Regions from separate parts of the Mus musculus genome. Here all the other regions are linked to region 1. A link is a contact called in public promoter capture Hi-C data. All regions are on one chromosome and are shown on one strand. Each heading gives the region's core, a stretch centred on a gene start, on an enhancer-like site or on the middle of the called end of the contact. The rest is flanking DNA. Distances are from core to core; before and after follow the strand shown. Region 1 holds the start of Trex1 (three prime repair exonuclease 1). Region 2 holds the start of Wdr82 (WD repeat domain containing 82). Region 3 holds the start of Twf2 (twinfilin actin binding protein 2). Region 4 holds the start of Tlr9 (toll-like receptor 9). Region 5 holds the start of Poc1a (POC1 centriolar protein A). Region 6 holds the start of Dusp7 (dual specificity phosphatase 7). Region 7 holds the start of Rpl29 (ribosomal protein L29).

The links. Promoter capture Hi-C pulls out the DNA fragments that hold promoters and counts their contacts. Capture Hi-C pulls out chosen DNA fragments and counts their contacts.
Region 2: a contact with region 1 is called in a promoter capture Hi-C map of adipose tissue, with 4 times the contacts expected there. The contact joins the promoter of Wdr82 here to the promoter of Trex1 in region 1. A contact is called at or near these places in 2 of 39 promoter capture datasets (liver and pre-B cells), 2 of 115 datasets of contacts at active chromatin or transcription factors (bone marrow-derived dendritic cells and thymic regulatory T cells) and 3 of 9 other capture datasets (adipose tissue, liver and macrophages).
Region 3: a promoter capture Hi-C map of liver shows a contact between it and region 1, with 6 times the contacts expected there. The contact joins the promoter of Twf2 here to the promoter of Trex1 in region 1. A contact is called at or near these places in 3 of 39 promoter capture datasets (liver and pre-B cells), 1 of 484 Hi-C or Micro-C datasets (B cells), 2 of 115 datasets of contacts at active chromatin or transcription factors (bone marrow-derived dendritic cells and regulatory T cell precursor) and 2 of 9 other capture datasets (adipose tissue and liver).
Region 4: a promoter capture Hi-C map of pre-B cells shows a contact between it and region 1, with 4 times the contacts expected there. The contact joins the promoter of Tlr9 here to the promoter of Trex1 in region 1. A contact is called at or near these places in 1 of 39 promoter capture datasets (pre-B cells) and 1 of 115 datasets of contacts at active chromatin or transcription factors (bone marrow-derived dendritic cells).
Region 5: a contact with region 1 is called in a promoter capture Hi-C map of embryonic stem cells, with 3 times the contacts expected there. The contact joins the promoter of Poc1a here to the promoter of Trex1 in region 1. A contact is called at or near these places in 1 of 39 promoter capture datasets (embryonic stem cells) and 1 of 9 other capture datasets (adipose tissue).
Region 6: a contact with region 1 is called in a promoter capture Hi-C map of liver, with 4 times the contacts expected there. The contact joins the promoter of Dusp7 here to the promoter of Trex1 in region 1. A contact is called at or near these places in 3 of 39 promoter capture datasets (liver and pre-B cells) and 3 of 9 other capture datasets (adipose tissue, liver and macrophages).
Region 7: a promoter capture Hi-C map of liver shows a contact between it and region 1, with 4 times the contacts expected there. The contact joins the promoter of Rpl29 here to the promoter of Trex1 in region 1. A contact is called at or near these places in 2 of 39 promoter capture datasets (both in liver), 1 of 115 datasets of contacts at active chromatin or transcription factors (bone marrow-derived dendritic cells) and 2 of 9 other capture datasets (liver and pancreatic islet).

The regions. Positions count from the first base shown.
Region 1 is chr9:109,057,183-109,061,420 of GRCm38.p6, reverse strand. It overlaps Trex1 (three prime repair exonuclease 1), which reads left to right and starts at 2,170. Exons shown (of 2, transcript NM_001012236.1): 1 at 2,170-2,232; 2 at 2,493-3,489. The coding sequence starts at 2,500. The coding sequence ends at 3,444. It overlaps Atrip (ATR interacting protein), which reads left to right. Exons shown (of 13, transcript NM_172774.3): 10 at 220-311; 11 at 712-792; 12 at 909-1,158; 13 at 1,513-1,674. The coding sequence ends at 1,580. It overlaps Atrip-trex1 (Atrip-Trex1 readthrough), which reads left to right. Exons shown (of 14, transcript NR_153412.1): 10 at 220-311; 11 at 712-792; 12 at 909-1,158; 13 at 1,513-2,232; 14 at 2,493-3,488. Shisa5 (shisa family member 5) reads right to left here. Exons shown (of 6, transcript NM_025858.3): 6 at 3,629-4,238.
Region 2 is chr9:106,168,619-106,172,856 of GRCm38.p6, reverse strand. It overlaps Wdr82 (WD repeat domain containing 82), which reads right to left and starts at 1,928. Exons shown (of 9, transcript NM_029896.1): 1 at 1,478-1,928. The coding sequence starts at 1,638.
Region 3 is chr9:106,201,000-106,205,237 of GRCm38.p6, reverse strand. It overlaps Twf2 (twinfilin actin binding protein 2), which reads right to left and starts at 2,130. Exons shown (of 9, transcript NM_011876.3): 1 at 1,954-2,130. The coding sequence starts at 1,978.
Region 4 is chr9:106,220,886-106,225,123 of GRCm38.p6, reverse strand. Tlr9 (toll-like receptor 9) reads right to left here and starts at 2,526. Exons shown (of 2, transcript NM_031178.2): 1 at 2,418-2,526; 2 at 1-1,609. The coding sequence starts at 2,420.
Region 5 is chr9:106,279,008-106,283,245 of GRCm38.p6, reverse strand. It overlaps Poc1a (POC1 centriolar protein A), which reads right to left and starts at 2,185. Exons shown (of 11, transcript NM_027354.2): 1 at 1,790-2,185; 2 at 310-394. The coding sequence starts at 1,807.
Region 6 is chr9:106,366,517-106,370,754 of GRCm38.p6, reverse strand. Dusp7 (dual specificity phosphatase 7) reads right to left here and starts at 2,123. Exons shown (of 3, transcript NM_153459.4): 1 at 1,432-2,123; 2 at 1-54. The coding sequence starts at 1,957.
Region 7 is chr9:106,427,723-106,431,960 of GRCm38.p6, reverse strand. It overlaps Rpl29 (ribosomal protein L29), which reads right to left and starts at 2,550. Exons shown (of 3, transcript NM_001324534.1): 1 at 1,947-2,550; 2 at 1,589-1,653; 3 at 393-892. The coding sequence starts at 1,983. The coding sequence ends at 512.

The DNA.
Region 1 (4,238 bases), core at 921-3,420:
TGAAAAGGGGGTCCCATAAGCTGGGCGTGGTGGCGCACTCCTTTAATCCCAGCACTCAGGAGGCAGAGGCAGGTGGATTTCTGAGTTCAAGGCCAGCCTGGTCTACAGAGTGAGTTCCAGGACAGCCAGGGCTATAAAGAGAAACCCTGTCTCGAAAAACCAAAAATTTAAAAAAGAAAAGAAAAGGGGGTCCCTGAGTGAGGCCTGCATCCTTTTCAGAAGGCTGCCTTCTCCTGAGGCTGTACATGTACATCACATCAAGGCCTGACAGAACGGCCTCAGAGACACAGTGGCTTCAGCTGGAACAAGAGGTAAGACTCAGACACTGCTCACCCTTCACTCCCACCCCCCGAGAGCCCAGAGTCTCCTTCCCTTGTGGGAAAGTGGGAGCTACAATTCCTTTTTTGCCAGTTTGTCAAACAGCAACGGGTAAAATGTAGGGGTTCCTCACAGGGATTCAATACAAGCACATCCTGGGTTATAGTGGTGCTCAGCAGAGCTGCCTGGGCTTTGGGGGCCCCGATCCTGGTCCTGGAAGCAGTAAGCTGTTGGTGAGATTCAAGTCTGAAAGCCTGAGACTACCACTACTTGTACCCCACTTGTGCAGGCAAGCAGTTGTAGACGTAGCTAGAGCACCTTAGAAATGCCCGCCAAAGCCCTGTGACAACCGTCTGTTCTACATGGGATGGGTACTATCTCTTCTTGTTCCAGGTAGTATGGCTCTTGGCCAAGCTGAGTGTACAGAGCCCTGCCCCCGCTGGCATTGGTTCTGACTGTCACTGCAATGTAGAGGTGAGTGGCCAGAGACCAGCATCATGGATGCTCAGTTAGTTAAGAGCAATCCTGTTGATCTTGAAGTGGTGAGGTGAGTAAGTCTCTGGACCTCAGGCTGTGCCCTCTCACCCTAGGCAGTCAGAGCGCTCACTGTGATGTTGCACAGGCAATGGCTGACGGTGCGGCGGGCAGGAGGTCCAAGGACCCACCAGCAGAAGCAGACGATACGCTGTCTGCGGGACACTGTGCTGCTGCTGCATAGCCTATCTCAGAAGGACAAGCTCTTCACTGTGCACTGTGTCGAGGTCCTGCATCAGTACGACCAGGTGATGCCAGGGGTCAGCATGCTGATTCGAGCCCTTCCTGATGTGACTGACTGTGAAGGTAAGCTAGCACGACACTGTCCTAGCCTTCGTGTGCCTCTGTCAGACTCCTTTCCATGAGTCTCCCCTTGCCTCCAGAGCCATTCCTGGCACATGGGTATTACCTTCCTGCTCTGGGTCTTTGAGTATGACAGGTTCCCATTTGATGGTGTCTATTGAATTGGCCTCGCTGAGCCATGGTTTTCCACAAAGATCTGTCCGAATTGCCTTTGTGTCACTTTTGCTCACAGTCGCTGAGGGAGCAAAGCCTGTGCATAGAAGGGACTGGTTGGTTCCTGTGACGCTAGGGAGCATGGGGGCCTCCAAGCCCCCACGCTGTCGAGTTAACCTCAGACCCCTCTTCCTTTTGGCTCAGAGGCTGCCCTGGATGACCTCTGTGCTGCGGAGACTGATTTGGAAGACTCTGAGATGGACTGTAACTGAGGGCCTGAGCATCCAGCCACAAGGTGGCGCCAGCTCCCACCGCCGTCTTTGCCATATCCACTGATTAAAACTGCACTTCCTGCTGAGAACACAAGCTTTGTTTCCTGAGTCCGATTTGTGTGGCTGAGAGGGAGGGACAGGGCAGACCAAGAATTGATGAGATGACTCCTGCTGGAGTTGAGATGGCCCCCATGGTAACTGATCTGCCCTGAGGAAAAACCCTGCCCCTCTTCGGGAATTACCCTGAGTCATAGCTTTGGGCGGGGGCCGTGGTGGGGGCAGGGGTACGTTTGTGGCCAAGGAGGCAGCCCTTTTTAGGAAGGCCTGGATCAAGGACTGGGGGAAAGACAAGAAAAGGCAGAGGCTCACGGGCACATTTGAATCCTAGAGACAACCCAGTTTGAGTTGTCAGTGTTGGGGCAGTAGTCCATTTTACCAGCCAGCAGGATCACAGATATGGATCTAGGAAGGCCTTTGGGGTGCTTGGGGAGGGAGGGAGGAGCGTCAGCACGAGGGCCAGGCCTGGCAGGCTAACAGCAGGGCGGGCCCTGTTCAGGAGGCAGGCCTATGGGTGGACCCAGGCAGTTTTACTTCCTCAGCCACACTGCTGCCAGCAGCAGACCCAGCGGAGTGCCTTGCTGCCTGCTTCTCGGTAAGTGTGGAGTAAGGGTATGGGGTAAGGCAGAAGAGAATAGGGTTCCCTCACCCTGAAGGTAGTCAGCACTAGGGGAAGGGCCTCCCTCAAAAGGCAAATAAGTAGTGGATCCATCCCACTAGAACAACCCTGCCCTCCAGCTTCTAGTGGCCCTGGATAGTACCTGCTGAAGGGAAGGGCTGAGCTGCCTTTCTGCACCCCACCTCAGCCCACTTGAGACCTTCCTGCTGCTACTCATTACCCCATCTCCTCCCCAGGTTCAGCATGGGCTCACAGACCCTGCCCCATGGTCACATGCAGACCCTCATCTTCTTAGACCTGGAAGCCACTGGCCTGCCTTCGTCTCGGCCCGAAGTCACAGAGCTGTGCCTGCTGGCTGTCCACAGACGTGCTCTGGAGAACACTTCCATTTCTCAGGGACATCCACCTCCAGTGCCCAGACCGCCCCGTGTGGTGGACAAGCTCTCTCTGTGCATTGCTCCAGGGAAAGCCTGTAGCCCTGGGGCCAGTGAGATCACAGGTCTGAGCAAAGCTGAGCTGGAAGTACAGGGGCGTCAACGCTTCGATGACAACCTGGCCATCCTGCTCCGAGCCTTCCTGCAGCGCCAGCCACAGCCTTGCTGCCTTGTGGCACACAACGGTGACCGCTATGACTTTCCTCTGCTCCAGACAGAGCTTGCTAGGCTGAGCACTCCCAGTCCCCTAGATGGTACCTTCTGTGTGGACAGCATCGCTGCCCTAAAGGCCTTGGAACAAGCTAGCAGCCCCTCAGGGAATGGTTCGAGGAAAAGCTACAGCCTGGGCAGCATCTACACCCGCCTGTACTGGCAAGCACCGACAGACTCACATACTGCTGAAGGTGATGTTCTAACCCTGCTCAGCATCTGTCAGTGGAAGCCACAGGCCCTACTGCAGTGGGTGGACGAACATGCCCGGCCCTTTAGCACCGTCAAGCCCATGTACGGCACTCCGGCTACCACTGGAACAACCAACCTAAGGCCACATGCTGCCACAGCTACTACACCCCTGGCCACAGCCAATGGAAGTCCCAGCAATGGCAGGAGCAGGCGACCTAAGAGTCCTCCTCCAGAGAAGGTCCCAGAAGCCCCATCACAGGAGGGGCTGCTGGCCCCACTGAGCCTGCTGACCCTCCTGACCTTGGCAATAGCCACTCTGTATGGACTCTTCCTGGCCTCACCTGGGCAGTAAGTCAAGAGGGGAAATATGATGAATAAAGACTTCCATAGCACTGACTGCTTGCCGCCTCTGCTTCTCAGCCTGGGCCTCTGGCCATGCTCAGGCCCTAGGGATGAGGTACAGTCCCTCTCTCCTGCTCTCTTAGCAGGACAATCAAACCTGTTAGGCTAATTAACAGAGGGAAGAAACAAGTTCAAGAAGTAGACAGAAATAGTTTTTGGTGTAGAGCCAAGGCCAGCTGCCTAGGCGCTGAAGAAAGGGGAAGCGGGTCCAATGTTGCATTTATTAGAAATGAGGGTGCGGAGTCTGAATGCTCAGAAACACCAATCAACACAAAGCTAAAACAGCCAGTGAAACAGGAACCAACAGGGAATATGGAGGTATTCACATCTGGGCCGGAGATACCACCTAGGCCCTCCACCCCACCTTTGGTCCAGATAACCCATTGGCCTTGGTGTCCCTGCTACTGGGACAAACTGGACTGTGGTACAGGAGTCAGGTATTTCTATGAAGATGGTGTCAAGGGAAACTGACAGTCGGAGGTCAGGTTGTCTGTCCTCCAGGAACCAGGGATTTCAACCTCACACCAATTATCACACATCTGGAGACAGAAAACAGGCAAAATGTTTGGCTAACAGTAAAAAGACAGTGCAGGGAGAAACCAGAGTGTGTAGTAGACAGACCGAGGTCCCTGGCCTGGGAGCAGGAGCCAAGCCAGCAAAGGTAGGAAAATTCCCCCAGTGGAGCCTGAATAGTGAACACATGTGGCCCTCTATACAGCCCCGGGAAGGACAGTGACATCCAGA
Region 2 (4,238 bases), core at 679-3,178, 2.9 Mb after region 1:
AATCAAATAGTCAGACCAGTGTATGATAATAATCAATACACAAATATGAACATCAATTCAAATAACTATTTGTCCAGTTAGTAATTTTCTCTTCCCCAGGATCACCACTGTAGGAAACTCTCCCACATACAGCAAGCTCAAGTCCAACGACAGTTACGTAATACTTTGTTGGAGCTCCAGCGAGGAAACCCATCAAGGACAATATCATATACAGCTCATTCTACAATAGCTTTACTTTAGATAAACTCAGAGACAAGTTCCAAAAGAAAACTATTATTTGAAAAAAATAATAAACAAAGAGAACAGCTGCAAAAAGGAGAGAAAAAGCCAAGGATTCAAAAACAGGTAACTTTAACATAATGTCGAAAACAGTAGCTATTAAACTAAACACCTCCTGCTTAGGAAGGAAGCTGAAGTTGACAAAGGGAATCAAATTTAGCCTAAACTAGTTTCTGCTACAAAAGAGGTCACTGCTTACTTATCGAGGATTTGAACTTCCAGAGATGAGACAGGCAATGTCTTCCTCACACCCAGGCTATGAAAACGGCAAAGATACACAAGTTCTCCAACTAACATAATTTCCATAACCAGTTCCAGAATTCCAAAACTTTGATAACTATAAGCAAACCACAATCTGGCGGTTATTGTTTTTTGTTTTTTAACTGTTTTGAGTCAGGGTCTCTCTGCTATGAAGTCCAGAACTCAGGGTCTGACTGCCTCTATCGCCCAAATGCTGAGATTACTGGCTAAGCGGCCAAACTTGGGTTTTTTTTGTAATGCAAAAGGAAACACTAAATTGTTCCGGAATGCTTTCTTTGTTTTAAAGAGAGCTCACATTCTGACCAGAATGGGGCGGCCAAGTTCTCAGGAGTCTGGCAAAGAAAAGTTTCCAAGAGTCTGTTTAGTAAGTTAACTGTAAGCCTGGGTATTGGTACTGGGAAAGGACAGCAAGCTCACATGGGCACAATCGATAAATCCTGACAGCTTAAAAACTGCATCCCGCGGGGCTTGATTGCAGAAAAGCCGCGCGGGAAGCTGAGGGGTAGGGGGCGGGCACCGTGCCAGGGCTGAATCCAGGTCACTGCTGTGAAGGCAGAGAGCTGGACGCCACTGATGGACAGAACACAGCTCCTGCCGTTCTGCATCGAGCTCAGAGTCCACCCGCACATTCTGACAGTCGCCAGGGGAGTGGAAAGGGCTATCCGTCCGGCTGCAGGGTGCAGGGACATGGCGTTTAAAGGTCAAGGTCAAGGTGGGGTTTGGCAAGCGGGAAAAGCGCGCTCGGAAGAGAGCAAAGACACATGAACTAAGAACCATCATCATCTTAAAGAGGATCTCCTGCAGCACTGCGGGATGGAGGTGGCCCTGGCAAGAGCGCCTGCACCACATGCCTGGGGTTGGGGGTGGGGGCTCAGTCGGGGACCAGCGACAGAGGGAAGGAGAGGGGCACTTGGAACTCGGCCACTATCACACTCACTTGCCCTCCTGGCAGTCATAGAGCACGATGGAGTCATCATCGCTGCTAGAGATGACCGTCTCGCCATTGGGACTAAAGTCAAAGCAGTTGATCTTGTCTGAGTTCTCGCGGAACACCTTGGCGACGCGGAAGCTCCGGAGCACGCTGTCGGTCAGCTTCATGGCGGCGGCGGCTGCTGCTGCTGAAGGCAGCGGCGGCGCAGGGCCGGGGCGGGGCCGAGAGGCGAGCGATCGGGCGGGCTGCTCAGGGCCAACCCCGGCGGTGCGGGCGCCGCGCTGGAGACGAACCGAAGGACGGCTGACAGTGGGGCTGCCGCGTCCTCTTCCTCAGGCGACGCTCTCTCGCCCGGACGACGGGACCTCGCTGACCGTTCTTCTCCGGAGTCAATTCAGGGCCAACCGGCGCTCCGCCGGCTCATTGTGTCCGCCATCTTGAAGGGAGAAGCAAAATCAGAGGGCGAGGAGCTTGTGTCGCGGCGGACGCCGGGAAAGGGGGCGGGGAGGGAACGGAGGCGCGAGCTGGGGGAGGGGGGGCGGGACGATGACGTCAGCGGGGCGGCCTCCCGTTGCTGAGGCCCCGGAGCTGGAGCCCGCGGTTCTGGGGTGTGAACCTGCGGGCGTGGAGCATCTAAACCCTCTCTCTCGAGGGCAGGACTTGAGGTCGCCTCGGGGCTAGTGCCTTTGTGGGTGCTCTCAAGCCCCGGGGAGACGCTGGTGTCTCTGAGGCCGCAGGACCTGGCGGAGAGGCCTGCTCGTGTGTGGGTGTGAATCAGGTGAACCCATCACCGACTGACTTAACCACTGCACGGCCGAGCCAGGAGGCTTCGATTTGTTAGTTGAGTGATGTACAACATACACTTGCACGAAGTTTTAAGTGGCATTTTCAACTGGGTTTATATTAAACTTCAGAAGCTTGGAACTTCTTTTAAAATTTAATGAGAGTCGAAGCGCATGAAGATCCCTAACTTCTAGTGCGGGAGGAGGGGGAACCTTAGGAAGGGACATTTCACTCACTGGCAGGTGATTGCAAAGGCATGACAACCAGAGTCCCTTATAACCTGGGTTGACAAACGACGAAATGGAACACGAGAAAAAAATGGAGCCTTCTTGAAAAATGTGCGGGGGGGTTGCATCTCAGGTTCTTAGGTTAAAGAAAAAAGGTAGCTAGATAGAACTGGAAGTGGTTGGCTGAGGGAAAACGACAAGATTGTAAGTTTGTACTGCAGTTGTCTCCTGACAAAGGGCAGAGTTCCTGGCTACAATCTGTTCCGGGGTGTGAGGAAGGGAAGGAACCAGTTTGAGTGAAACCTGAATGGATGGCAACTTTCCAAATTGCAAATCTGTTCTAGAAAAACCTTCCACAGGTGGTTGCACTCAATCCCCAGTGATTGCCTTTGAGTTTAGGTGATCCAGGTGATCCAGGCTGCTATGGAGCTTGAGATAGCAAGGACAGATCTGGTGCCATGTGCCCGACTTGCTGTGGGAACTGAAGTTTTCTGAAGAGCATCTACAATAAAGATCCTGCAGACTGGCTGACTACAACATCGCAATTGTGGAGACATCAAATGTAGGCAAAGGATCTGGAACTATTTTAGGCCTCTTTAAAAACTAGTGTGTGTGTGTGTCTGTGAGTGCGTGCACACATGCTTTTACCTTCTGAGCCTTCTAAGGTGGCCTTGCTTTAGACTTTAAATAGCCATTTACTCTAACTTCCAACATTCTCCTAATAAATTTCTCGAGAGACATCATTCAGTTTAGCTTCATTCACCCTAAAGCTAAGATGGCTGTAACATCACCTGAAATCTATAATTTCCCTACTATACAGCTTTGCTGTGTGGCCCATCTACTTGATATTTTCACAAATATAATTGATCAACATACTGAATTTGTTTTGGGGGGGTGCTGTTCTGTGACTACAAATTTGTGTAATTTCTTCTAGGTAGAACCTGTTATTAAGGGTAAATTGACTCCTAATTCCTGGGCAAAGCTGTTCTTTTATATCAGCATTTGGGAAGCAAATATACCCAGGAGATGCCAGTGTATGTGTGTGTGTGTGTTTGGAGGGGTCTGTTTTAACATACAAATTTGACTGTAACAACAGTCTTAATTTACCAAAATGTTCTCTACCAAAAAAAAAAAAAAAAAAAAAAGCCTTGAAAGGTATCTTTCAAAACTATACCCTGGGGCTGGTGAGATGGCTCAGTTGGTAAGAGCACCCAACTGCTCTTCTGAAGGTCCAAAGTTCAAATCCCAGCAACCACATGGTGGCTCACAACCATCCGTAATGAGATCTGACTCCCTCTTCTGGAGTGTCTGAAAACAACTACAGTGTACTTACATATAGTAAAAATAAATAAATGTTTAAAACAAACAAAAAACTATACCCTGTACCTTCTTTAGACTTCACTGTTAAAGCTCCCTCCCAAGATTTAGCATCCTGTTTTTTTTTTTTTTTTTTTTTTAAAGATTTATTTATTTATTGTATGTAAGTACACTGTAGCTGTCTTCAGACACTCCAGAAGAGGGAGTCAGATCTCGTTACAGATGGTTGTTAGCCACCATGTGGTTGCTGGGATTTGAACTCCAGACCTTTGGAAGAGCAGTCGGGTGCTCTTACCCACTGAGCCATCTCACCAGCCCGCATCCTGTTTTTAAAATGGAAAAAAAAAAGTAATTTTTTTCATATTTTTCGATGGTCACTTGGATTCACTTGCTGGTTCGGCTCCCTGATCTGCTATAGTGGGCTTGCCTGGCTTCTAGTC
Region 3 (4,238 bases), core at 881-3,380, 2.9 Mb after region 1:
ACCTTGAGAGAGAGAGAGAGAGAGAGAGAGAGAGAGAGAGAGAGAGAGAGAGAGGCTAAGAAGCTCCCCAGAGGAAGAGGCAGACAAGCCCCTTCTACTGTTACCAGGGCATACTGAAAAGCCAGCAGGGAAAGTGACATCTCTTCCTACCCCACCCCAATGTCTCCCCAGTCACCATCAATAATCTAGAGGCCAGGCCTGGGACATCTGAGCCTCCTTCATCAAAGATTCATGCCTCCCCGCCCCCACCTTGCCCACCTCCAACTCTAGCAAGCCTCAGGTTACTGTCCCTCTTGGGCCCCACTCTGAGGTCAGCAGGCCTACACCTATGGCCTGGCCAAGGCTGGCACCTGATCCTCCATGGTGGTCTTTCTTGCCACTTCCAGCAGGCACAAAAGAAGGTGCACATCCTCATAGGCAGGAGACTGGGAGGCTCCCCTGGGCAGGCCTGTCTCACTTCATAGGGAATGAAGGGATAGGGCAGAGCCTTGGCCACAGGATCTGTAAGCAGTGTGTGTGTGTGTGTGTGTGTGTGTGTGTAAAACTTCGTAGCACCTCCTCCCTCTTGGAGATAGCAGCTCAGACCAGACAAAGAGGAAGGAAGGGGCAGGCCAGGCAGCAGTTTACCCTGACAGTTCCCCTCTTTGGGGCTGACTCAAGAAACCTGCTCCTCCATCTCTAGGAGAGGCTGGCCCACCTGTGGGTGGCCAGGCTTGATCCAGGTCCCTGCATGCTCAGGACAAACAGGATGGGGATGGGCTAGGGCAGGGAAAGTCTCTTGGCTTGTCCATCCACCAAGCAGCCACAACCGCAGGCAGGGATTCCGGCAGTCAGGCTGGTCGATGGTGGTAGCCCTGGTCAGGGAATCATGATGTGGTGGTAGGAGTGGCTGATGGCCAAACCAACAAGCTGTCTGGGCAAGCAGCCTGGCCTTCCCTACTGGCCAGGGAAGCAGCCCTTCCAGGCCCATAACAAATGGGGACAAAATACCTGGCTCCCAGCTATTGCTTCTTTCTTAAGTCTCTCCAAGGAGGAAACTGGGGCCCTGGAGGGGGGCTATGGGTGTCACGCCCTGGGCTGTAGAAGCTTCCTGTAGATGAGGGTGGAGGCAGGAGCTCCCCTATAAAGTCTGAATCCTGACCCGTTCCCCTGCTTCCAGCTTGAAGTTGGGACTTTGCAGGCCTGGCTGGAGCAGCGATAGAGAGATCACAATGGAAAAGGGAAGAAGTCAGAGGCCAAGGTCAGATGTGCAGTTCTCCCCATTCTACTTAAGAAGGAGGGCTCCATTCCAGCTTCTGTCCAACCTAGTCTGCAAGAGTCTAGGGGTCCTGAAAGGAGAAAAGGTCAGGCTACCCTCTCCACACATACACATAAGCCCATGTCAGTCATAAGACACCCATGCAAACACCCATGCTAACACACACATACTGAGATGTGCCTGAACTGTGCACACATGCAGATACCCACAGTTTCTGTGCGTGCAGCCAGGAAACACTGATGTCTGAGATGGAACCTAGAGTGTCCAAAACCAGCCACTAGTGCATGCACACGAAGAAGCCTGGACAGGCATAACCAAGTCTCATCCAGATGTGCACATACTGGACTGTATACAGAGAACATGTGTACACCCATGTACACTTTTCCAGATGTGCACATCCGGGTACACCCCACCTCCAGAAAAGAACAAAAATACCCAGACCAGTATACACAGGCACATCCGCCCCCAGTTGGGTACACAAGATACTTCCACCCTCGCTGTGTGCATCCATGTGCACCCACTCCCAGCTATGTACAACAGTCTGTTCTGCCCCAAGACGTGTCCATCCCAGGGACTCGCGGTTGCAAAAGAGAACAGGAAGCTTCCCAGGAGGGTACAAGGAAGAGAAGGATGAAGGGACCTAGCGCGGAGAACCAGCGCGGCGGAGCCCCTGTCCGCCCTCCATCCGCCCTCACCGTGGATGCCGGTCTGGTGCGCCATGGCTCAGCTTTCGGCTCGCCCGTGCCGTCGGAGTTCTCCTCTTGGTCCTGGCCCGGCTCGACTCGGCTCGCCTGGACCCAGAGCTCCGGAGGATGTGGCGACGGCACCGAGCCTCGCGCAGCTTCCCGGGCGGTGCCGCAGGACCCGCCCCCAGCGCGCCCCGCCCCCGGAGGGCGAGGCCGGCAGAGGCGGGCATTGGTGCCGCGCGTGCGCGCAGCGGGCGCCGGGGTCCGGATGGCCCAGTGCCCGGCCGCTACCACCTTCATGGCCAAGAAGGGGCCCCAAGGGATTGTGTGGGTGGTCCCTTGTAGGCCAGGATCCTGGAGGTCTGTGGGCGGATCCGCACTTGGGCGTGGGAGGGGCTGTGAGCTTGCCGCGGAGGAGGTTTGAGAGTGAGGGCCGATCCAGGCGTACCCGTTTGTGATGGTGAGGTGATCTCAGTGTAGGTGGGCACGCGCTCGTGTGTGGTCGTGAGTGTGAGTGTGTGTGTGTGTATGTGTGTGTGTGTGTGTGTGTGTGTGTGTGTGTGTGTGTGTGTGTGTGTGTGTGTGTGTGTGTGTGTACTGATTTCCTACCAGTCATCAGGTGCACGGTGTCTGGAGCCCAACGCTGAGAAAGTGAATGGCCATAGGAGGAAATGAATTTTGGAAGGAATACGGTAGGAGAGACCGAGGTGACCTAACAAGGCTGAGGAAAGTTTTCCAAAAAGACGGTGCATGTGCTAAGTGTGACCCAGTGGTGGAAGGACTGGAAGTCAACCTGAGGAACTTCCCAATTCCTAATGACCTTGCCTCTATTCCCAGCAGCCTTTCCTACTGCTCTTACAGACTAACGGCCGAATAGCAGCTAGTACTCTTTAACCTCAGAAACATCTCTCCACCCTGGACCTTGTTATTAAAAAATAGATAAACGGGACTGGACAGATGGCTCAGTGGTCAAGAGCATTAGCTGCTTTTGCATAGGACTCAAGTTTGGTTCCCAGCACCCACATGACACAACTGTTCCTTCTTCTGGCCTCCTGGGATTAGACACGGACATTGTGCACATAGATACATGCGGGCCAAACACCCAGACACACACCAAAATTTTTTTTTTACTGAAATAAATAAAAACTTTAAAAAATAGATAACTTAATGAGAGATGGCTCAGTCAGTAAAGTGCTGAGTTAGCATATAATTTCAGATTCCCGGCAACAGAATGAAGACACTTGGCTTTCCCCTTGGACTGTGCAGGGAGGCTGGGGACCTTGGGAGAGGGAGTTTGAGGAGACAGGCCAATACCTATTGGGGCTTATTTGCTTATTAGTCAGCCAACCCAGCCAAATGGAGAGAGAGAGAGAGAGAGAGAGAGAGAGAGAGAGAGAGAGAGAGAGAGAGAGAGAGAGAGAGAGAGAGAGAGAGAAAGCGCAATAGAGGCTGACTGGCTGGCATCCACCTCTGGTTTCCACATTGTACTCTAACATACACAGTGTATGTATATACTACACACACACACCCCAAATCTGTGAGAGAACTCAAGTTCAAATGGCATCCTTGGGCTGGCTCAGCTGATAGATCATTCTAACCTGCGTGACATGTGTGAAGTACTAGGTTTGATCCTTAGCACTACATAAATCAGGTATGTTGGCAAATAACTATAATCCAGAACTAAGGAAGCAAAGGCCTTCAAGGCCATCCTGGTCTACATGGTTAGATTTTTGTCTCATAAGTAAATAGGAAGGAAGAAAGAAAGAAAGAAAGGGGGGGGTGTTTCAGGATTAGCCTGGGCTAAGGAAGGAAGGAAGAAAGAAAGAAAGAAGGAAGGGAGAGAGAGAGAGAGAGAGAGAGAGAGAGAGAGAGAGAGAGAGAGAGAGAGAGAGAGGGAGGTGGGGGTTTCAGGATTAGCCTGGGCTACATAGTGAGTTCCTGGCCAGCCTGGACTACATGGGACTTTGTCAACAAATGAAGAGGTTAAAAAAAGGGGGCTGTCAAGATGGCTCAGTGGTTAAGAGCACCGACTGCTCTTCTGAAGGTCCTGAGTTCAAATCCCAGCAACCACATGGTGGCTCACAACCATCTGTAATGAGATCTGATGCCCTCTTCTGGAATATCTGAAGACAGCTACAGTGTACATACATATAATTTATAAATAAATAAATAAATAAATAAACAAATAAATAAATAAATAAATCTTTTAAAAAAAAAAGAGGTTTAAAAAAAAAGGTGGTGAGGTAGAAAACTGGATAAAGGAAACAGGCCACCCACAAAGATGGATGCTGTCC
Region 4 (4,238 bases), core at 1,277-3,776, 2.8 Mb after region 1:
GGTACAAGTCCAGTTTGTTATGGGACAGGTCCAGCACCTGCAGATTAGTCAGCGGCAGGAACTGAGAGCCATTGACAGCCTGTGCAATGGAGTTGTGGCTCAGGCTAAGACACTGGAGGCGTGAGAGATTGACAAACATCTCTGGCTTGATAGTCACCAGGTTGTTCCGAGACAGGTCCATGGTGAACTTGAAGTTCTTACACCTGTCCATGAAGTTCTTAGAAGCAGGGGTGCTCAGCGGAGCTGGGTGAGGATCCGCAGACAACAGCTCCTCCTGCTCTGCATCATCTGCCTCTTCAGGGGTGGCTTCTGACAGCGTTGAAGGCCCACTGATGCGATTGTCTGACAAGTCCACAAAGCGAAGGGCTCGGAAGGTACCAAAGATGCTGAGCTGTGCCTGGTTGATGAAGTTCATTTGAAGATGCAGAGTGTGGAGTTTGGGCAGATCGGCCAGCCATCTGAGCGTGTACTTGTTGAGCAAGCGGAAGAAGATGCCGTTCATGTTCAGCTCCTGCAGTGACACCAGGTTCTTAAAGGAACTTGCCAGGTGGAGGCGGGCAAAGGATACCTTCTTGCGGTAATTGAAGGACAGGTTGAGCTTGCGCAGGCGGGTTAGGTTCTGAAAGGCATTGGTGTGGGTGATGCTTTCATAGAGAAAGTTCTCGCTTAGGTCCAGCACCGAGAGGTTGACCAGACCTTGGAACCAGGAAGAGTTCAGTGTATGGAGAGAGCTGTCCTTCAGCACCAGGCCTTCCAGATGGCTCAGGTGATGGAAGGTCTCAGGGTGCAGGTGGAGGGACTTTTGGCCACATTCTATACAGGGATTGGGGGCATGGTCACAGCGACGGCAATTCCCACCCACATCAAGTACTCGAAGGGAGGTCAGATTGGCCAGGTCTTCAGGCCCCAGCTTGACAATGAGGTTATAGGACACCAGGAGGTACTCCAGGCTGGGGGGCAGTTGGCGGGGCACCTTTGTGAGGTTGTTATACTTCAGAGACAGATGGGTGAGATTGCTCAGGCCCAGGAGGGCGCCTGGGGTCACCTTCACCGCTCCTGTGCAGGGGTTCTTGTAGTAGCAGTTCCCGTCCATGAAGAGAACGCGCAGGCTGTATAGGCCGGCGAGGCTGTTAGCATCTAGAACCAGGATGTTGGTGTGGCTCAGGCTCAGATTCACCAGGGAGCTGGGCAGTCGGGGCACAGTGGTGATACCATTATAGCTCAAGTTCAGCTCCTCCAGTGTACGCATAGCCAGGAAGGTTCTGGGCTCAATGGTCATGTGGCAAGAGAAGTGCAGGGGGCTAAGGCCAGTGGGTGGACAGTTCCACTTGAGGTTCAGCTGCCGCAGGTTGGACAGGTGGACGAAGTCAGAGTTGTGCAGGTGGTGGATACGGTTGGAGATCAAGGAGAGGCGGGTGATGTTGGAGCAGGATGCTGCCGCAGAGAAACGGGGTACAGACTTCAGGAACAGCCAATTGCAGTCCACCAGGCCATGAGGCTTCAGCTCACAGGGTAGGAAGGCAGGCAGGGTACCCAGGGCCAGAGTCTCAGCCAGCACTGCAGCCTGTACCAGGAGGGACAAGGGGTGCAGAGTCCTTCGACGGAGAACCTGTGAGAGCCAGGGCTAAATGAGCAAGTGTCTACTGTCATTGTACACTCTTCTACCCTCTCCTCCACACTGGGACTTTCTTCAGGGCTTCCAAGTCGTCTTCAAGTGTTTCCCCACTGCCCCAACAACCAGCCTCCTTCTAGCTACTCAGATCCACCATTTGGGTTTAGGCACAGCCGCTCAGAGCAAGGACACAGAACCAGGACTAGGCTGGAATCCAGGCCCCAGACTTGGAGCTTTTGCTCAGAACACAACCCGTAGCAGAGCCGAGACAGCCTCCAGCAGGCCTACTGGGGCTCTCCCACTTTCTCTTCCTCTCCTCTGGGGCCTCAGCTTTTTCCTCCTGACCACAGCAGCTGCCTGAGATCTGTACCTCCACCCCACCCCCCTGAAGCCTTGCTCCACTAGCCTCCTGGATTCTCCTTGACCAAAATGCAGGGAAGACTGAACCCTTACTGAGGTATAGGTTGGGTTCCATCTAGGCTTTGACGGCACTTGCTGGCTCTTGTTAGCCCCCATCTGACTCCCCAGTCTGACTTGAGAACCCTCAACCTGCCGAGAGGTCGAAGACTCGGAATGAGCAGTGGGTGGCAGGTCTGCAGGCCAAGTGCTACCATTAACCGAAGTCTGGGGCTTTAGCCTCCCCATCCACCCAGCAGGTTCAACTCTCTGCTCAGGGGATGGCTTTTGCTCCAATTCCCTTAGGGTTCCATGAGTGTCCCAAGGGCACAAAGTGGACAGTCCTTTCCATTGCTGTCCCTTCCCATGGTGCCCCTCCCCCCAGGGGGGCTAAGAACTGGGGTCCTACCATGTTGGGAGATGGAGGATTCTCCCGAGGCTCCCTCTGACAAACTGGGCGGCAGAGAATGATGTTCCACACCAGGGTCTCTCAGAGAATTGAGGAAGTGACACTTTCACTACAGCTTAGTAGCTACTTTGTCCCTACCCTGAAAGAGCAGGTGGTACAATGAGTCACACATCATTTGCATAGTCAGATGGCAGACAGATAACCCCCTCAACCCCTTCCTCTTTCCACTCTCCTCCCCACCCCACAATCAGCCAAAGGGTATCACATATGCCCCCCACCCCCCAAAGAGCTGTGGGAAGGAACCAAAACCCAGACTCCAGCCCAAGGTCAATGAGAAACCAGATTTTAATAGCACCAGAGCTAGGCAGAGCACTGACCCTCGTGAGGAGGGTGTCACCTCACTCTCATGCCTCAGTGCCTGTCTCATGGGTGCTCTCGGGACAGTGGCTCTCTCACCTACTCTATCCCCAGAACTCTATGGAGAGCATCTGTGAGCCAGAGGCTGGAGCCAACATCTGCTTTCCTACTACGGCAGCCTTCACATCTCTTCCAGCAATAGTATCTCCCACTCTGCATCTCCACTTCCCGAAACGCCCAGTCAGACTCCAGACCCCAGAGCACAGCAAGCTGCTGGAGCTTCTGAGGTAGGCTGCGGCTGGTCCAGCCAAGATTCTGGCTGATCTTGCTGTCATGTGACACTGTTCCTGGGGAGATGTGAGCAAGTGTGTACTCACCCAAGTGACAGACCAATGACAGACCAAAACCGAGGTACCACTGACGTCCAAGTTGGTTTACCAATGAATTTTATTGGAGTTACTGGTTGAAGTATGGATGAGGGGTTACTAAAAGGAGCAGAGATGACTCAAAGACAGCTGTATCACCAAAGCATAGGTCATGGATACTACAGAAGCTAGAAATGGAGAGCTCATGGCACAATGTATTGACAGCTCAACCTGGGGCATTGTGGGAAGTGGGGATGCAGAGTGGGAGACACTATCCCAGTTGGACAGTGAATTGTCCAGGCAAGACAGTTGGTCTGAGCCTTTTTCAGGCAGCTCAGCTGGTCTCTGCTTCTTTCAAGCTCCTCTGTGCACCTCCCTTTGTCTGAGCGTGCTTCTTAGCAGTCTCCACTGTCCATATAAGCTTAGGGAGGACCAATTGCATCTGGTCACTTTCAGGAACTTCCTGAAGCTTTTTTTCAGTTGTTTATATCCTGAGGTGTTTTTGTTTGTTTATTTGTTTCCTCAAGACTAAGTTTCTAGCCCTGGCTGTTCTGTAACTCATTCTGTAGCCTGCCTCTTGTCTCTTGCGTGCTGTGATCAAAGGTGTATGCCACACCACCCTATCTCCCTGGGGGATGGAATGGTTCACCGGTTGGAAGCACAGCCAGGAGGTCCTTGTGCCTACAGAGATCGCCAGAGGAACCAAGAACGTTAAGCACACTGGGTTGTCTTTCTCATGGGAAAGATGAAAAACCTGTTCTTCCATGCGGAAAGGTGAGGGCAGAAAGTGATTAACCTTCTGGTGATGTTGGGCCAGACCACAACAAGCTCCTACAACCAGGACCAGAGGTGGCCAGTGTTACAAAATATATAAATTGTGGTGGGAGTCAGGGAGTACTTGGCAGGCCAAGGAGAAATCATGTCACGTGACAGGCCTGATTTAAGGGAAGTTTATTGTGGGGGGAAAGGAGGGGAATGGGGACCTGGAAAGGGGGTAGAGGCAGAGAAAAGGAGGACAGTGGGGGAGTGCTGAGGTAGCAATTAGTCCTCTTTATAAGCTGTGCCTCTGCTTCGCCCGCTGCAACTGGTAGATGGCAGG
Region 5 (4,238 bases), core at 936-3,435, 2.8 Mb after region 1:
TGAGTGTGTACACAAGTATGTCTCTAATACTTTTTCTAAAATGTGCATTTGGTGTTTTTCCTGCAAGTATCTCTGTGTGGGGGCGTCAGGCCCCTTGGGACTGGAGCTATAGACAGTTGTCATTATACTCTTCACATGCAAAAGGAGCTTATGGAGCCTACTGAGCCCAGCATCCAGAAGGCTGGCAGCTAGAAGCAAAGCCAAGGCTAGAAAGAGCAGCATGTCCTTGCTGTATCTGGCATCCCCACACCACGTCTCCCAGTGAGAAACTCAGCCGTCTCAGTTTAGAATCCTGAGGCCTTCTCTTACCCAAGTGCTTGGTGTTGAGACTGAAGTCCACACAGGTGACTGCATCTCGGTGGCCCTTAAAATGTCTCTCCAGTGAGGGGTCCTCCTGGAAAAAAAAAAAAAAAAAAAAAGCAAGGTCAAATGGTTATAACGAGATAACAGGTCCTCCCTGGAACTAAGACTCTTCCTATAACCAGGAGACGTTAAAAGCACTCAAATCATGATCTCGTATGTTGAAAATTCTAAGGAATCCACTATAAACTGCTAGGACAAATGAGTACAGCAAGGAAGGGTTCACGATCAGCAAACACACAACCACACAAACGATCAGACGAATCAATAAATCCACAACAAACAGATCAAATATGGGCCCAGTGTGGGGAACAAACACCTTTAATCCCAGCACTTGGGAGGCAGAGGCAGGTGGAACTGTGAGTTCAAGGCCAGCCTGGTCCACACAGTAAATTCCAAGAGAGCCAAGACCATAGTAAGTTATCTCCCTCCACCTCAAACACCAAAAATTAAAAACAAAACAAGCAAACAACAACAACAAAAAAAACAAAACGACAAAACACACACACACACACACAACCAAACCACCTGAAGAGCTCCAAGGAACCCAGCTTGGGAAAGGATATTTCTATGATACAGCGAAGCCATTGCTATTCCACAAAGCTCTACCCCAAACAAAGGTGAGGCCCAGTGCCCAGCTCCACCCCCAAGCACACCTGCAGGTTCACGCCTTTTAACAGATGGCCTGGTAGTTCAGGGGTAAGAATCAACTAAGGAGCAAGGGCTCATTCCCTCTCCTGTCCTCACCAGAGCCTCTCAGAAACACAAGGGTGAGGAAGTGTCCATCCTAGGCTCAGTGGGCAGAAGCAGATTCAGGTCTGACTCCATCAGTGACACCCCTTCCCAATGCCTTCTTCCCTGAACAGTTTCCCCTAAAATCTGCGTGGAGCTAAATGTAAACAGAATATCAAATCGGCACTCAAAAGTCTGGTTTCTATTTCTACCCAAGTCTTCTCAGGTGCATCAGGTACCACCTGGCCCTGTGGAAGCAAATTCTTATTTAAAGGACCAATTTGAAGTCCTTTTCTGGAGTGGGGGGAGGGGTCAGAATCGAGCCCTGGACACACTGCAGGCTTCCGCTATCCCAGGCATCCCGATGGCCTACTGCTTCTACTTGTTGGAAAAGGATGTCACCTCCAAAAAAGACCTGTTGCTCACAAGAGGCCAAGCTTACGAGGCTCGCCCCAGGCCACGACAAGGGTCGGGCCTTGATGGTGTCTTCCTCAATACGCCGTACATTCCAGAGGCAGAGACTTATTTCTTCGTCCTGGTGGTCTAACATCTAGCCTGGCACCTGGGGTGCTAAGTCAATGCCCGGATCCACCCCGTAACCTTGGATGAGGAGGTCACCCTAGAACCCCGCGTCACCATCCGCCTCTCTCGCGGCCATTGTTCCAACCAGTCAGGTGCTCACTATCCAGGGACTTACCTGGCTGGGAGCAGCCATAGCGGGGCTAGCGGGCTGGTAGGACCAGCTGTGCCCCAAGTGCCAGAGATAGCTGGGTCGGCAGTTGTGCCAGTTCAGTTTCCGCGCCCCCAATCGCCACCAATAGCAACGCCGGTGGCGTCGCCGCGTCCCGCCCACCGCAATTAAAGGAGAAGCGCCCTAGGTTTTTGTCCGCCGACCGGAAGTCGGGTCGTTCGATAGGCGTCAAGCTCTTGTCCTCCCGCTCTTCCAGATGAGGTGACCCGCCGAGCAGCCAAAAGCCTCAGTTCGCTGTCACACTTTCCTCCTAAGAACTTAAAAAAAAAAATCTTAGATGAAGGTTTCGGCCCTTCAGCTCTAGCTCAGGTAACGGAGCGCGCAGCCATCGGGGAAATGAAGTTCTACATAGCACTTATACCCCACAGTCTTAATAAAGGTAGAACTACATTTACCGAGATGCTCCGGGGCGGGCGGAGTTTTACCATTATGAGTGACAGGCTTAAGTATCCCGGAAGGAGGATACTGACTGGCCTTGCTCTTGGCTTAAAACGTCCGATCAAGGCGCCATGGAGAACCAGGTTATTAGCGCCTTGGGACCCCAGAATGGTTCGTTCCTGCGAATACTCCTAAGTGTCTATTTAAAAAAAAAAAAAATGGAGTCATTCAAGAGTCAGAACCATGGTGCAGAAAGACATATGTTCAATTCTTAATTCTCTACTGGGTGACCTCAGGAAAAATGCGTCTACTCCGAGGGCCTGCCTCCGCGTTTGTCTTAAGAGGGGATGTGACTGCGGCCCGTCTTGCTCGGAACTCTTTAGCCTTAAGAAGGCTTTGGGTCGTAGCCTGACCTTAGCTCCAAAAAAAAAAAAAAGGTGAAAGAAGCAATCGTCGGGCGGAACCACCAGAGGCCGTCCTTTTCCACCTTCTGCAATGAAAGCAGCCGAAGCCCAGAGTGACCTGTGCATCTGACCTGAACTGGATGTTTTGTAAGATTCAAGAACCTTCCATCCATCATCTCTCCTGGGCCGGCCAACTTGTCCATACTCAAAACACTAATTAGGATCTGGCTGTGTCCTGAGGTTTCTTACCACATGCCTAGGCTTGAAACTGTGTCCCTAAATCTGCAGGGACAGTAAACTCAGAAACTGGCGTGTGGGGGAGTGTATTTGGACCTAAAAGAATGATTCATTGGTTCAGAGTGTATATGGTTCTCCCAGAGGACGAAAGTTCTATTCCCAGCTCCCATGTCAGATGGTTTACAACTGCCTGGAACTCCAGTTCTGAGGCAGTTCAACACCTCTTGTCTCCTGAGGCACACACACACACACCATTAAAAATAATTCTTTTAGTGTTTTGATGAGAGATACAGGATCTATATCTGATCCTATTTTAACTATGTTGGCATAGAATTGGTACCTTGACATTAGAAATGTTTAAGCTAATTTAACATAGGCAAGGTGAAAGTCTCAAGACAAAAATAGGTGCTCACAAATTCCCAGCCTTCCCATAAACAGTTTTCAGTTTTTCTCTTGTCAATAAGTGTGTCACGAGCACCCCATGCCAGAAACATGATGGTCACGTTTGTATATTCCTACAATGTCAAAATGAATTGCCTCTCAGGAAATTCCCAAGCTGTAGCAGTTTGCTGCTTTTCCAGATAAGGTCTCTCTATGTGGTCCTAGCGTTCCTTCCTCTGGCAGCCACAGACTTTTTATTTTTACTTTTTTAGGAATGTCATATGTAGGAATGTTTTGCCTACCTGTATGTATATGTACCATACTTATGTCTGATGTCTTATGAAGACGCCGGATCCCCTGGAACTGGCGTTGCAAACAGTTGTGAGCTGTCACGTGGGTGCTGGGTCTGAAACCCAGTCCCAAGTAACCTTAAACCAGCCCCACTAATCTTTTTCTGTTGCCTTGCTTTTTTTCTTTTCTTTCTTTTTTTTAAGAATATTGTGGGGTAGCCACCAGAGGAGACTGCTAAGACACGGATTTAAGCCAATAAAAAGTCTTTATTAGCCAGCCAGCAACTACACTGGGTGTTGTTCAAGATCCCATTGTAGCCGCAAGGCTTTCTCAGGGTGAGCTTTTAAGCATAAAATGTTCTGGGGGACTGGAGAGATGGCTCAGTGGTTAAGAGCACTGACTGCTCTTCCGGAGGTCCTGAGTTCAAATCCCAGCGACCACATGGTGTGTCACAACCATCTGTAACAAGACCTGATTCCCTCTTCTGGTGTCTGAAGACAGCTACAGTATATACATATAATACATAAATACATATAATAAATAAAATAAATCTTTTAAAAAAAAACATGTTCTAGATTGACATACTTAACATGAACAATTAGTCAGAAGAGAAACCACAGAAGTCCAAAAGCAAGGTTAGTACATTTAGAGAGTTTCCCATATCTCTGGACTTTGACGAATTAGGTAATTGTTTTAGTTTTGGC
Region 6 (4,238 bases), core at 874-3,373, 2.7 Mb after region 1:
CCACGTTAGTCTCACAATGCTCGGAGTATTCCGTCTGGAACTTGTTGAAACCACCTGTGGTCAGGGCAAGATTGGGGGTGGTGGGTGGTGGGGTGTCTGGTGAGTCCAAATGGGCCACAAAAGACTATTAACGGTCAGGACTCACACAACATGTCCATGTCAAAGGACAATGTGACCATGCCTAATACATCACACACGGACTCACTCATGTTCTGGCCATCTAAAAAATCACCACTTCACAGTTAAGGGAACTGAGGCTTTGAGTGGGTTCTGTAACTGTTAAAGTATACTGGCCCTATGGCTTGATATAGAGCACCTGAGGTCAAGTACCAGCTCCTTTCTCTTCCATACCTCCCACATACATCAACACACCTGAGTGCTTGCTCAGTAGTGGCCAATGGGCAAAGAAAGGCCAACAAACCCATCGCAGGCCAGCACCTGTAGGTCAGCAAACCCCTATTCCAAAGAGAGAGGAGCCAGAACACCTATGGGCCTGTCAGAGGCAGAGTCCAAGCAACCACACTTGGGGAGGGTGGTGTGAAGTCCCTTTCCCCAGCAAGAGGGGAACCGGGTACTAGCGATTCACCTTCCCTGGACAAGCACCCGACACACTGCATGTGACTCAAAGAGAGGGGCCACGGGGGCTAGACAAGGACAGGAGAGACAAGGAACACCATGAAGCTAGACATGGCCCTGCGGCACCCGAGGGTGCCGCAGGACTCCCCTCCCCTCCCAGCCTGTCTGCTGCCAGCAAGAGGCCATTTTGGAATGTTAATTGGAAACACCGGCTGCAGCCAATAGCTCCCCTCACCCCCTGGCCCGCAGGCAAGCTGCCTGTCTCCCCCTTCCATAAACTCAGGGGCAGCGAACTGAGGCCCATTCCCCATTCCCCAACACACACACACACTCACACCTGGGCCACTGCCCACACATCTGCAGAAGTGCCTCCAAGCCGTGATTCTGATTGATAGGGGCCATAGTGGGATCCCAGAGAAACCATCATAAACGGGCCCATGCACTGGAGGGTGGGTGATACTGAAAAAGGTACCTTCCCGATCCTATCTTCCTAATGACATAAATTCCTGTGGGCCCTGCTCTTTTCTGGGTTCCAGTACCGATCTCTCCCTTCCTCCGAGCTCAACTGGAGCCTGTGCGCTGTTGTCTACCCATCCACAGAGAAAAAAATTAAATAGGAAAGGGAAAGTTTGTTTCAGCCACTGAACGGTGCTGAGAAAGAGAACACAGATCGGGTTCCCTGTGCCTGGCTAAATCCACACCTTAGGGGATGGCTCCCAGAAGGGCGGATTCGGACCAGGGGCGACGTGGCGCCCGGCCTGGCCAAGCGAGTGGAAAGGAAACAGCCTGCAGCGAGGGCGCCAGGGAGCAGAGGCGCAGCCCCAATACCGCCTGGGGTCTAGGTTCTGTCCTCACCTTGGAGGTAGTAGGCCTGGCAGCCGTCGTCTCGCAGCTTCTGCAGGAGCAGGCCGAGAACGGAGGCGGGGGCGCCGGGCTCGGGCTGCCACTCCGCCGTGGCCTCGTCGTAGAGCAGCACGGTGGCCGCCTTGCAGCGCGTGGCGAAGCGCTCCTTGTCGGCATGGTTGGGAATGATGGAGCGGATGGGCAGGTTGCCTTTGCGCAGGCGGCGCAGCATGAGACCCGGGATGGCCAGGTTGATGGCCGTCTCAATGTGCGACGATTCGAAGAGCTCGTGCGGCCGGCAATCTAGCAGCAGCAGGGACGCGCCACCGCGCGCCTCCAGCTCCTCCTGCAGCCACTCGGCGCTCTTGCAGGGCATGGCCCCCGCTCCCGTCGTCGCTCCCGCTCCGATGCCTGCGCCGGACCCAGATCCCGCACCGGGCTCCGACCCCGCCCGAGTGCCCCCAGCCGCCGCCGCCGCCGCCGCCCCCGAAGTCGACATGTGCGCCCGCACTGGGGGCCCGCGGAGCTGGTTTTTCATGGGGATCCCGGGGCCGGGGCCGGGGCCGGGCAACCCAGCCCTGGGACGGCGCCCCGGCCGCGCTGGCCCCAGCCGCGTCTCCGGGCGCCCGCCTCCCGCCGAGCCGCGCGCCCGCCGCCCCGGCCTCCCAGCCTCCGGCCTCAGTCCCGCCCGGCCGGCCCTCCGCGCGTGCCGCGGCCTGACAGCCCCAATTAAACCGCGGCTCCGGCGGCCGCGCGCCCGGGCGTCCTCCGGGAGGCGGGGCCGTGAGGCCGGCGCCTGGGCTTAAAGGCACCGCGCCTCCGCAGCCCCTCCCCCGCAAGCGGCGCGGGAGCGCCCTCGGCCGGCTCCTACGGGCCCGCCTAGCCGGGACCTGGCTACCACCTGCCCAGGGGCGAGCCAAGGCGGCCTCGCAGATCTCTGGCTGAGCGCCTACATCTGTGCCTTGCAGAAAGGCTGCACTGGGACCCCACCTAACATTTACAGAAGCAGAATTTCTTCAGGATTGGGGGCAGGGGGCGGTCACCCAGAGCCAGTCTTCCCTCCTCTTGTCTGTTATCCTCATTCATTCTCTGATAGCGTTCATTCAACAAATGGAAACTGAATTCCTACTACGTGTCGTGCTCTGTGTTAGGCGGTCTTAGTTTCAGATGACCGCATCATCCCAACCCTTGATGGCCATAGGTTCCAGACCTGAGTTGGAGGGTCTGCTGAGGGAATAGGTGACTTGGGTTGGGGGGGGGGTGTTCAAGGACCGCTCTCGCAAATCGCAGGCAGAAGTGGAGGAATTCTGAAAGGACCAACCCTGGGTAAGGGAACGCGAGCTCTTTAAGAAAGCTTTTACAAGTGCGGTGGTGACTGGCCCGGAGTGAAGCGCCACGTGACTTTCCTATTGGGGCGGGTAGGAGGGAGGGAGCGCTCCATAATCAGCTTCCCTTCGCCTACCTCTCTCTCCAGGCACCAATCAAGTTTCGCGGTAGGCGGGCACGCGCTCGGCAGATAGTCAATCGCCGCCGAAAGAGGCTGCGGGGAAAGGAGGCGGGTCCCGCGGCGGGTCCACCCAGCTGGAAGTGGGCGGGGCCTCGTCCAGCGTGCTGTTCGGGCTCTCAGGCGGGTGGGGCTCAGGAGGTACGTGGCTCTGCAGGTAGGGCTCAAACAAAGCGGCAGGACCGACCGCAAGGTTTTGACCAGACCAAGGCGGTCTTTCCTTGGAGGGAGCTGTTCCTCCCAAGCCCCGAGTGCATTCTCTTAACAGGCTGGGGATCCCAACTTGAGGCTTAGTCCCTCACTCCGTCCCGGGCTAGTCATCTCTGAGCCAACTTGACCCTAACCCGGGATTGCGGTGTCAGGGGTGTCCGATCGGGCTACAGTTTCAATCTCCATCTCCCAATTAAATGTTCTCCCCCCTCCCTTTTTTTCTCAGCCGCAGGAGCCCTCTTCTACATTCGCTTAGAGAAAGGCCACAGTAGGGCAGCCAGGGAGGGTCTTGTCAGGAGGGGTTGTAGATATAAAGAGCTGACCCTTTTGTGAGTACTGTCCTGGACACAGCTGGTAGACAGCTTCCAGAGGCCAAGTGTTAAGTCCCAATCTGTCCTGCCAATTGGTGATGTGTGGTATATCCTGAGTACCAGTCTCCCTTCTTGGTTTCAGTTTTGCTAAGCGCTAAGCAGTGGTGACCGGGTTTCCTGTGTACTCTTGGCTGTCCTGGAATTCTCTCTGTAGCCTAGGCTGGCCTGGGTGCCTCTGCCTCCCAAGTGTTAGGATTAAAGGTGTGCACCATCACCTCTCGGCTTCTTTTAAATTTTTTAAAAAGATTGAAGTGTTTTCTCTATTTGAATGTCCATGGATCACAGAGGCCAGAAGAGACGGTAGGATCTCACAGAACTAGGATTACAGATGATTGTGAAGCGCTGTGTGGTGCTGCGAATCAAACCCAGAGAGAGACCTTTCTCTTTAGGAAAGATGGGCTCAGCTGATTTCATGATTTCCTAACATGCTGTTAGGGAGACATCCCCCCCAGAGGGACAAGCCAGAGTCACATTAACAAGAGTCTCCTGCTGTCCTCAGGCAAGGCTGGGTCCCATTGTGTGCAGACATGCTTGCTTCTGAGGGTCTCTGAATGGAAGGTGGGGAGAACTGGCTAGGTTCTGCCCAGTGATGGCTCCATTGAAAGAAGACATCTTTTGGGTGCACCCATAGTTCCACCCCATGCCCTAGAGAAAGGCTAGAGAGCCTGCCATTCCTTACATTAGCCATGATGTCTCACTGGCTGGCTTTCTCCCCTCTGGAGTCCCTCAAAGGG
Region 7 (4,238 bases), core at 1,301-3,800, 2.6 Mb after region 1:
TTAAAGGTCTATATGCCTGTGTGTACCCTACCTAGAACAATGGCATGCTACCAGGACAATAAAGTGGTGTCCTCTTCCCTTCCCAGATCGAGTATAACCTAGTAGTGGCCCCTAGCCAGGTGCAGTCCTGTCAGACCAGAGCATGGCTGGAGAGCAGGACCCTTCATCCCCTCAGTTGACCAAGCAGAGCAGGCTAATACCTCACCCCCCCCCCCCAGCCAACCATTAAGCTCCTCTCTTACAGTCCAGGGTCCCACCTCAGGGCTCCAACCTTCCATCCCTAAAAGGACTATTTTTCCCATAGCTGCAACCCCTTTCATCCAAGACTGCACTTTTGCCCCACACACAGAGGGCAGCGACTCCACCCTCAACCTATGACAACAGACACAAGCTAACAGATCTTGCCTGAGTTTATTTGTAAGAACAGCATAGGACACTGGTCATCTGCAAATAGTGTGTGGGGAGGTGTGTCACAGCAGTCCGTCTGTCTTCACACTGGCAGGAGCCTTTTCTATGGGGCCTTCACAGGGGCCTGGGCACCTTTGGGGGCCTGAGCACCTTTGGGAGCCTGAGCTGGAGCTGAAGCCTGGGCCTTAGCTGGAGCTTTGGCCCCTGCCTTGGTTTGGACCTTAGGCTTCGGTTGGCAGAGCCTCTGACCCTTGGCCATGTAGCTTCGAATCCGCTTCCCAAGCTTGGGGTGAGCGATGAAAGCCAGCCGCTTGAGTTTGGGGCCTTTTGGCATCTTGGGCTTGATGGCCTGAGGCTTCACCAGGGCCTTGATGGCCTCTGCGCGCGCACTCACTGCCTTTGCATTGTTGGCCTGCATCTTCTTCAGGCCTTTCTTGTTGTGCTTCTTGGCAAAGCGCATGTTCCTCAGGAACTTGGGGTCAACCTGGGAACAGAAAAGGTGTATGAGGTAGCATATAACAGGCCCGGTTCACTTCCTTAAGTCCCTGGTCACAAATATGTTACTGTAAAAACAACAGTAAGTTAACCTTAACCACAAAAAGGTTGGAGGGTGTGGGTGTGAACTTCTGGAAACCTAGCTGTTTCCTGAGACTTGTCTAGGGGCACCCCCCCACCTCAGCTGAGTGTCAGATACCAAGCCTAGTCCATCAGATTCACATCAGAGAGCGTGGTTGCAGGCAGCAAACAGACCTAGTACAGCCTCAGTTATCCCCAGTCTATTATCTGGGTGCAATCAAATGTACAGAACTAGAGTTGCGTTTAGACGCAGACCATGAGGTACCCAATATACAGAACGACTCCCTCCCTCCCTCAAGGCTCCACGGAGCAAGAGAAGCAGTTCTGTTCTCAGGAGATTACACCAGGGGCTGGGAAGGTCAAGGAAGGCTTTTCTGTTGAGTCTGACATGGGAGACAAGGAGAAGCTAGGCAACACAATCCCTAGAGCTCAGAGTTCGAAGCCAGCCTGGTCTACATAGTGAGTTCTAGAACAACCAGGACTACACAGAGAAATCCTAGCTCGAAACACACACGCTGGTGGTGGAGGAGACATGACTTACAAGAGGCCCTACCCTGTAGACCTGGAGCCAAGGGATAGTTTATGACCCACTGTCATCACTCACCCCCTTAAGAGATTCGTATCTTTGCGACCGGGGTTTCTTGATGCCATTTCTGTGCCATTTGCGGGCTGTAGGGTAACAAATATTTACAGGTCAAAAAAAAATGAGGTATCTTCCAATAAGACCACCTAACATCATGGTTGGCAGTCTTTTGAGAATACACTAAGGATGGGTGGAAAGCACTATGGGCTTTTTAAGCGGATTCCTGGCTCCCAAATTTGTAATCTCCAAAGTAGCTAAACACACAATCATCTTCAAGGCTCACCTGAAGGGTGACCTGCCCTCCCTCCAGCTCTGATCTAGCAACCCTAACCCAATCCTCGCTGGGGTACAGTCGCCAGCCGGAGCCCAAGGAACTTACACTGGTTGTGTGTGGTGTGGTTCTTGGACTTGGCCATGTCTGCACCTGCAAGAAAGCCACGAGATCAGTTCTGGGCTTCCCCAGACCGGCACACCTCTGCCGCCCTGAGCTGGGGTAACATGAAGAAACCAGAGGCTGCAGCAGACGCTTCCGATTTACGACACCCGCCAGCCTGGCAACACTCACAAAACGCGACCCCACCTCTCAAACGCGAGCAAGGAGGTCGGTCCTGAGACTGAGCTTGCCGGCCCCGGGGCGGCTTTCCCCGCCATCCGTTCCTTGAGGACGACCGGGAACCACCCCCGCCCGGCAATCTCGATGCCCCATAGCCAAGCAGCTGCCCGCCCTGTCCTTCCTGCCACCCGTGTCGCCTGCCTCGCGACCCGCCGCCGCCCTGTAGTCACGGATGTCATCGGATGCCGTAAGGCCAACACTCACGGTAACCCGCGGCTCCCGCAGCGCCGGAGACCGGAAGAGAAAGAGAAAGGCCCGCAGTGCAGCACGGGAAATAGGGCCGACACCGCCGGAAAGTCCAACGGAAAAGCTTCCCTCACTGCTGGCGGAGAAAAAAGGTTCCAAGGCCGGAAAGAGTTGAAGCCTAGAAAGGGGAGGGGTTAGAGCCTGGCCACGCCCTCTTAGCGTCACAGATTTCTTTCTTTGCTTAACCCCTCCCCGCTATTTTTTGAGCGGGTCTTTCTTGCTGTGTAGCCTAGACTGGGTTATAACTGTTCATCCTCCAACAGCAGGCTTTTGCTACTGGGGTTAAGAGCGTGGTGTTAGCATGGACCACGACGGCGGCCAGCCCGTGTTTGCTTCCTTCTCTTCCTCCAGTGCCTACTTTGCTCTTGGGCTAGACTTCCAAAGACTCTGAAAGCCGAGGGGGCCTTTGAGGGATGAATGTTAATGGAGCGAAGAATCTGTGTTCTTAAACAGCTCACCGGGCTCCTGTGTGGAATGCACTGGAGAGGGCAGAGGAGAGGAGAAGAGCTATGAGACTCATGCAGACTGCCACACAAGGGCGCTGGCTGCCTGAAGACAGTGAAGAATGTACTAGGGAAAAGAATAGACTGGATTTAGGGTGCCGAAAATTAGAGAGAGAAAAGCGGCAACGATAGTCCAAGTCTACTCCAACAGCCTGGGCTGGTTCCCCAGAGTGGCAGTTTCGTGGTTTCTTTTTTTTTTTTTTTTTAAGATTTATTTATTTATTATATGTAAGTACAGTGTTGTTGTCTTCAGACACTCCAGAAGAGGGAGTCAGATCTCCTTACGGATGATTGTGAGCCATCATGTGGTTGCTAGGATTTGAACTCAGGACCTTCGGAAGAGCAGTTGGGTGCTCTTTTTTTTTTAAGATTTATTTATTTATTTATTTATTTATTTATTTATTTATTTATTTATTTGTTTATTATATGTAAGTACACTGTAGCTGTCTTCAGACACTCCAGAAGAGGGCGTCAGATCTTGTTACAGATGGTTGTGAGCCACCATGTGGTTGCTGGGATTTGAACTCTGGACCTTCGGAAGAGCAGTCGGGTGCTCTTACCTGCTGAGCCATCTCACCAGCCCCAGTTGGGTGCTCTTACCTGCTGAGCCATCTCACCAGCCCTCGTGGTTTCTTTTCACATATATTAGATGTGAGATGATGCTAGAGAGGTGAAAACAGGCCTGTAATCACAGCTACTGGCTGAAGAATTGTAAGTCTGAGATGCCTGAGTAATTCAGGTAGACCTTGTCTCCGAAAAGCTTTTTTTGTTGTTGTTTCAAGATAGGGTTTTTCTCTGTGTAGCCCTGATTGTCCTGGGACTCACTCTGTAGACCAGGCTGGCCGCAAACTCAGAAATCCCCCTGCCTCTGCCTCCCAAGTGCTGGGATTAAAGGCGTGTACCACCACTGCCCAGCTCCAAAAAACTTTTATAATGTCAGGATATCCCAGCACTCACGAGGCAGAGGCAGGCAAGCCTCTGTGATTTTAGTTTATGTAGTGAGTTCTAGGACAGCCAGGGTTATGTAGAAAGACCCTATCTCCAGAAAGGCATGGTAGCTCACACCACCCACTCAGTGTATAGGGCCTAAGTTTTATACAGAAGCAGGAGAATCAGGGACTCAAGATCATCTTAAGCTACAAAGCTAGGACTAGGCCAGGCAGGGTGACACCCTGTCTCTAACAGCAAAAACAGTGTGCTGGGCAGATAGTTCAGTGGGTAAGAATGATTGTAGCTCAAACATGAATTCAAACCCCGGATCCAATTGTGGAAGGACAGGATAGACTCCTGACAGTTGTCCTCTGCCTTA